2 separate regions of the Ovis aries genome follow, and region 1 is linked to region 2. Evidence: chromatin contacts called from public Hi-C data. All regions are on one chromosome and are shown on one strand. The core of a region is the stretch at or near the end of the contact, and the rest is flanking DNA. Distances in the headings are between cores, read along the strand shown. Region 1 has its middle 58 kb from the start of RHBG. Region 2 has its middle 16 kb from the start of RHBG.

What was found. Hi-C and Micro-C count contacts between places; a contact is called where the count stands out from the background.
Region 1: a Hi-C map of hypothalamus shows a contact between it and region 2, with 5 times the contacts expected there. The contact joins two enhancer-like sites. A contact is called at or near these places in 12 of 16 Hi-C or Micro-C datasets (blood, hypothalamus, liver and 6 more).

The regions. Positions count from the first base shown.
Region 1 is chr1:106,404,247-106,407,453 of ARS-UI_Ramb_v3.0, reverse strand. No RefSeq gene overlaps it. Among named protein-coding and RNA genes, the nearest start is that of RHBG, 58 kb to the right of the region's middle. Within about 2 kb of position 1,928, at least 7 of the 54 cell types and tissues checked have an H3K27ac peak or open chromatin away from gene starts, as enhancers often do. A contact at or near this core is called in hypothalamus, where this site is marked.
Region 2 is chr1:106,361,873-106,365,141 of ARS-UI_Ramb_v3.0, reverse strand. No RefSeq gene overlaps it. Among named protein-coding and RNA genes, the nearest start is that of RHBG, 16 kb to the right of the region's middle. Within about 2 kb of position 1,816, at least 11 of the 54 cell types and tissues checked have an H3K27ac peak or open chromatin away from gene starts, as enhancers often do. A contact at or near this core is called in hypothalamus, where this site is marked.

The DNA.
Region 1 (3,207 bases), core at 679-3,178, 42 kb before region 2:
ATGACGCTGAAGTCAGCTGGTGCTTATGGGTGAGCTGTGAACTTGGCCACCCTCTTGGTGGCTGAAATTCCAGAAATGGCTCTACACTTTGATCTGGAGGACTTGAGCTTGTCCGCTGCATCTCTTAGGCACTCTCTCTGTGTGCTAAGATATTACAGTTTCCCCACAACCTCACAGGCTCTCTGTCACCTTTCTCTGCTTTTGAGAGCCACAAACATCTTGAACATAGTCTACACATTCCTAATTCTCCAGAGCCTGTTTCAGGCTACCATGTTATGGCCTCCCATCAGCTATGCAAACCCAGGGTCTAAGGGTAGAATTCGGCAGCTTTGGAAGATAAGGGAAACAGCCCCCAGCCATTGGGGAAAAGGGGCTATCAGGGTCTCCCGCCAAACTCCTTGAGCGGCTTGGCTGCCCTTCCACCACCGCTCTCCGTCTTTTTCCCTTTATTTATCTCTGTGTTTCCTTCTCTCCCGCATCGCTTGCTTCCTCTTTTACCCGCCCAATTTTTGGCCCCCTCTTTTCTCATCTTCCCTCTCCTTGTCTTGCTAGGCTCCCCTTAAACCCTAGCTTCTCCTGGTTATTCATTACTCAGCCCCTCGCCCTGCACCACAGTCCAGGACTTCCCGCCTGGGACTGGGCCCCGAAGCTGCGGGCAGGGATCCTCAAGCCCTCAAGCCCCCACGCTCTCAACAGACCTGTTTTCCCCAGGCTCCGCTTGTCGCCAGGAGCCCAGAGGGACATCTACAAGGGCCTCGCGGCCAAGAATACGAACCTTAGGAAGAACTGACCTTGCCAGTTGGGGGATGGGGGGGAATCGGAGGATCTTTCTTGGTTTTATCTCTCGCGGGGTGGGTTCAGTAGTGGAGATGGGGGACAGAGGCGGTCCTCCGTGCCACCGCTGCTGGCGGCGGGCAGTGGTGACCAACAGACTTTTGAGCGGGGCTTTTCGCCGGACCCGGGTCCGGGGAGCGCGCGGGAGAGCCCAGGAGGCCCCGCGGGTTCGGCTCTGGCGGGCGCAGCCGTCTGGATCCCCGAAACTCTCAAACGCCGCGTCGCCCCGTCTAGGCCCCCATTCCCCTCGGGGGTCTTGGAGACTCTTCTTTTCCATTTTGTTTCCCTGCCGTTCTATTATTTAGTTTAATATTTTAAATGCCTTGGGTATGTTTCCTTTTTTTAAAAAAAATCATTTAGTGTTATTTTCTCTCTTTTAACGTTCTGTTTCTTTTCAGATAGATTTTGTTTTTCCCTTCTGTTTCCGATGCTCTATTTTCTCGTGCTCACTTCTGGCCTCGGCTCTTCCCGGGCTTTCGTTTCCTCTCCCGGGCGCCCGCGGCCGTGCGGCTCTCGCGTCGGGAGGCGTCAGCTGTCCCGCACGGGGAAGGAGCGAGGGTACAGCACGTCTCGCCCTTCCCACCCGGAGCCCCCTCCACACGGCCTGGCGAGTCCGCGTCCCGAGCCGCTGCGGTGCTCGGACTTTGTCGGAAGCGGGAGCCGGAACCGCAGCTGCCAGCTAAAGCGCAGAGGAGAGGCAGGGACGCCGGTTGGGGCCGCACCGGCGTGCTCCCGCCGGGCTTCTGCCCTGCCCAGGGACCCGCAACTCACACACAGAAGCCACAGGTTCACACACACTGGGATTCAGGGGCTTGCAGACCATGGTCCGCAAGCCACACGCACGCCGAGCCACAGCCAACTCAAAGGCGTGCGCTGCACACACCAACAAACCCCCAGATCAACAAATGTCACACACACAGCCCCGAACAACACACAGCACTCACAGAGCGTAGTCATATGAATGTATGTGTGATCCTAGTATACATACACCAGCCAGCACCCTGCGAACAGACACGCAAACCTACTTCTGCACACAAGGCGGCTCAGGGGGATTTCAGTGCTGACTCAGCCCATTGCAGTGGTGACCCTGAGGAGCGCACCAGGCGGTGGGGAGGGAGCCTGCCTGGCCTCACCAGCGGGCCCAGCCATGGCCGTATACACAGCCACCCGGAGTTCAGTAGCTCTGCCAGGACTAACGTTATCCGGGCTCCTAAGGTGGGGAATACTGGCAGCTTGTTTGGCTGAGGGATCCAGCTCAAACCCCAGAGCCTGAGCCCCAGAAATGAGCATCAGACCTAAAGAACCCTCTGTGAAGCACAGAAACGGGCACTGCACCAAGAAAATGGCACCGTGTTAGAGTATAAAGCAGGCACGCAATATGTGTGCCAGGATGTATTCCGTGCCACACATATCCCACACAGAGCGGGTGTTTGGCCAGGTGCCCACATGGAGACCATTATTTTTGTGAAAATGAGCAGAGGAGATATATACCATTCTAAGAATAAAAGTAACGCATGTACACAGATATAGGTACCAATAGACAACTAGGGAGATGTCAAGGAGAAAATCTCTCTCCAGCTCCTGGGTATTGTTATCAGGCTGGCATGCTAGACCAAGTCTCTGTGGCGAGGTCTGTCTCCTTTCCAGGGCAGCTGTGATTGTTTGGCACCATGGGAGTTCTGCGGTGAAAGACTGGTTTGTGAGACAACCAGATGTATCTGACATATTATCAGCCCATCAAAAGGGGAGATTTTGGCAGCTTTAGGGGGGATCTTTGGGGGTAGAAAACGATCTGATTTGTACCTCAGAAGTTCTGGGTTTGGAGGATGCCCTGGGCTGTAGCAGTGGTGGCCAGACATGCCTGGCCAATGGATGGTGGAGCCTGAGAGCTGGCACATAGACTGTGCTGGATAAAAACATAAACCTTTTCGTGCCATACACAAATCCGCTCCACACACAGCTCCTAACAACCGCACCGGGTAATGTGCAAATATGGATGTCCAATGGGGTTGCCAGAGAGATTAAAATTGTAAAAGAGAAAGATAAGAGATGTTTAGGTGCACGCACAGAGCTCCATAGGTTTGGAGCTCAGTTATTGTGCAGGAGAACCACAGAGACAGGAAAGTGCCTCTCGTTCAAAAGAGAAACACAGGCAGGCGAGTCCCCGTGGCAGGCAAGTCCCCATCGTAGAATGCCAGGCTGCCAGGAGATGGGTGTCTAAGCGGGCAGCCCTGGGAAGGATTTGATCCATTGTCCAAATGACTCCAGGATGTGCCTGAAGAAGCTGCACATCTACTCACCAATTTTGGGCTGAGCCTGGGGAAGAAACAGGCAAAACTGAGGACCACATGCCCAGTCTCTAACGGGGGATAG
Region 2 (3,269 bases), core at 567-3,066:
TGCAGGAGACTGCCTGCAGTGTAGGAGGCCTAGGTTCAATCCCTGAATCAGGGACAATCCCCTAGAGAAGGAAACGGCAACCCATTCCTGTATTCTTGCCTGGAAAATCCCAAGGACGGAGGAGCCTGGCGGGCTACACCCCCTGGGGTCACAAAAGAGCCAGACACAATTTAGCAACTAAATCACCACCACTTTCAAAGATGGAGAGCAGAGGTGGACAGAACTCTTGACTGCTTCCCTAGTACATTGAAATGCCTCAGCTCCCAGCCCACATCCCTTGACCCTGCCTCAAACTCCCCTCTTATCTAATAGTCTCCCAAATGCTCCCCCAGGAGGCCAGGCTCCACTGCCTGCACCCCGCCGCTGCCTCCCCAGAAAGGAGTTGCCATGCGTGTTGTGCCTGGCTCCTCACAGAGGCCAGGAAGACAGAAGACAAACCAGGAATGAGCAGGCCCCTGAGGCAGCCCTGTAACCCCTGCTTCCCACAAGACCCCTGCCCTACCTGCGTCTTCTTCCTCTTCCTCTCAGTTTTCTCCTGCCTTGTGAGCATATGTTAGTTGCTCAGTCATGTCTGACTCTTTGCGACCCCGCAGACTGCAGTCCACTGGGCTCCTCTGTCCATGGAATTCTCCAGGCAAGTATACTGGAGTGGGTTACCATTCCCTTCTCCAGGATCTTCTTTGACCTGGGCATCAAACCCGAGTCTCCGGCACAGTGGGCAGATTCTTTACCGTTTGAGCCACCAGGGAAACCTGCCTTACTGGGACTGAGAACCTGAACTTCCCTGGTCAGTTCTCATTTTGCTGTTGCTCCCGTTGATTTTGCCACCTCAAACCTCATGAGTCCCAGAAGCATCACTGCTTGAAGGGCCCAGGCACCATTTCTGAAATAGCTCTCACCTTAGAGAGAGAGAGGGTGTCGGATCCTGAGCCTGTGCGGGAATTTAGGAAAGGTGAAATCAGGTCCTGCACCTTGCAGAGTTGAAAGTCCATTTACTGGAGCTCAGCCTGCAAACACCCAAGAGCCAGGGCTAAGTTCCCAACTAAAATGGACTCTGCTCCAAGCACAGAGTCTCTTGCCCACTGTTATTCCTCCAGTGCCAAACAGTGCAATGTGTTAGATGGACACAGGCTCCTGGGCTGCGGGGAGAGGAACACACTTCTTTCACTTGTGGGAGGGAACTTTGTGTGGCACCCTCATCGCTGAACCCCTAGTCACTGGAGAAGCTTCAGGCCTGCATGGCTGGCATTTCTCCCATAAAAGGTGGGCCTTCTTAACTGGTAGCAGCAGAAGGAAGCAGGAAGGCAGCCTGGACTCGGCCTAGGGCTCACCCTGTCCAGTAACCTGTTCTGGGGAAAACATGAGTATTTCCCTCAAGGTTCTAGAAGGAAACTGGCTCCAGAGACAACCCAGATCAATGCCACGTGAAAAAATGATGGAGATGGGGAGGGCAGTTAACAGGGAAGGAGGATGGGAAGAGCAGAAACTCTAGGCTAGGTTTAACCTTCAGGATACAGGGCCTCAGAGAAATGAACTGGTTTGTGCAGGCCATCAAGCTAGTGAGCGGGGGTAGCCAAGTTGAGGGCCCACCACGGTCTGACCCTAAAGTTAAGGCTCTTTGGGGAGAGGAGTAGGAGTGGAGGGAACGGGTGACCACCCCTCCCTTGCTCCAAGGCCTGATTTTGGTCGTCTTCTGCCTTCCTCCTGGAGCTGGCCGGCTCCGATGGGCGAACAGACAGCCTCACCGAGACAATGGCACTCTGTCCCGGGCGGGCGCTCCGGGACGATAGCTCATCCCTATGCAGGGGCCGCCTCCCCCACCCGGGCCTGGCCGCCAGCCCCTTTCAGGCGGTGGAAGACGCGGCGGCGGCAGAGGGGGATTCTCACAGGCCGTTGGGCATTTGCATAGCCCGCTCGCCCGCCCGGAGACATTGGCCCGCATTGTTCCCGGGAGGCGGCGGCGGCGGGCGCACGGGCCGCGGCGCGCGGGGCGGCGCGGCGGACCCGGCTGGGAGTGGGCGGGAGGGCCAGACAAAGGGGACGGGGCGCCCGGAGTCGGGCGGCGGCGGGTGGGGGAGATCCTGACGGTGGGAGAGAAATATCGGGGTGAGGTGGGGGGAGCACGGCTGCCCAGTTAGTCTGTCCCGGGACCACCACCACCCCCTACTTCGGACACCCACTCCGTGTCTAATTCCTCCTCGAGCTGGGGCCACCGTGCGCCGTGATTTGAATCCCAATAGCGGGGCATCTCAGGCCTTTCCCAGGCTGCGCAGGTTCGGAGGGCGGGGTCCTCCAGAGGTCACAAGAGCAGCTCGGAGCTTCTGGCCTGGGGCAGTGGGGGTGGTGGGGCGGTCCGGCCACACAGGCACAGAAGCACCCCGAGGTCCGTGGGGAACCTTGGGCCTCTCTGCCGGATGTCTAGCCAGGAAGCCCTGTTGTCGCTCACACATACTCCAGAACAGTGACCAACTCCAGAAACCCTTCCCTAAGGGTTCTGACCCTGCTGGCTTGACACTGACCTCTGGCGTAGCTGGTCTTCCCCATCAGTGGGGCCCTGGGAGGCAAGCAGGGGCTCGGGGTCCTCGTCCGTCATTGTCCCCAGAACTTGGGCACTGGGGCTGGACAGACAAGAGTTCATGAGTGGGCAAGTGTCTGATTGTCTTGCATTGAGAATAATAATGGTGGTGATCAGAGGGGCTGTCCCTGAGGGGCAGAGGCCTCTTTGTCCTGAAGAGGTGAGGAAGGAGCCCCCTTGGCCCCTGTCCCCGCCATCTCCTTGACCTGCTCATTGTCACCCTGTTAACCCAGCCTGAATGGATGGGCCACTGTGTGGGGGGGATGGATGGTGCTGAGCTAGGGGCTACAGGAAAGATGGGGGAGGGGCTCAGTCGCAGGGCAGCAGACAGGCTCCTAGGGTAGCCCAGGAGCTAGGACATTTCTTGCCCTCCGAGCTATCTGCCTGAAAGCAGTGACGGTACCCAAACTGCAAACGGTGATGGCTTAGTCCATCACTCGGACTGAACGACCTATGGACTGCCCTCCAGGGTGCTGGGCACCAGAGGAAAAGCTATGGGAGGGAGAAGAGGAAAGAACAAGGGCCTGGTTTTGAAGAGTTCAGCCCTGGACAGAGTCCCCTGAGCCCTGAAGCCAGGGTTCTGGATCTTGTAGATCTCAGCAGTGTCTTGGGCTGTGAGCAGCTTTGAGGGAGTAATGGAGCCTCAACTGCTTGGCCATAGGATTTTCAGGGCCATCACTTGCTGGGCAGCTAC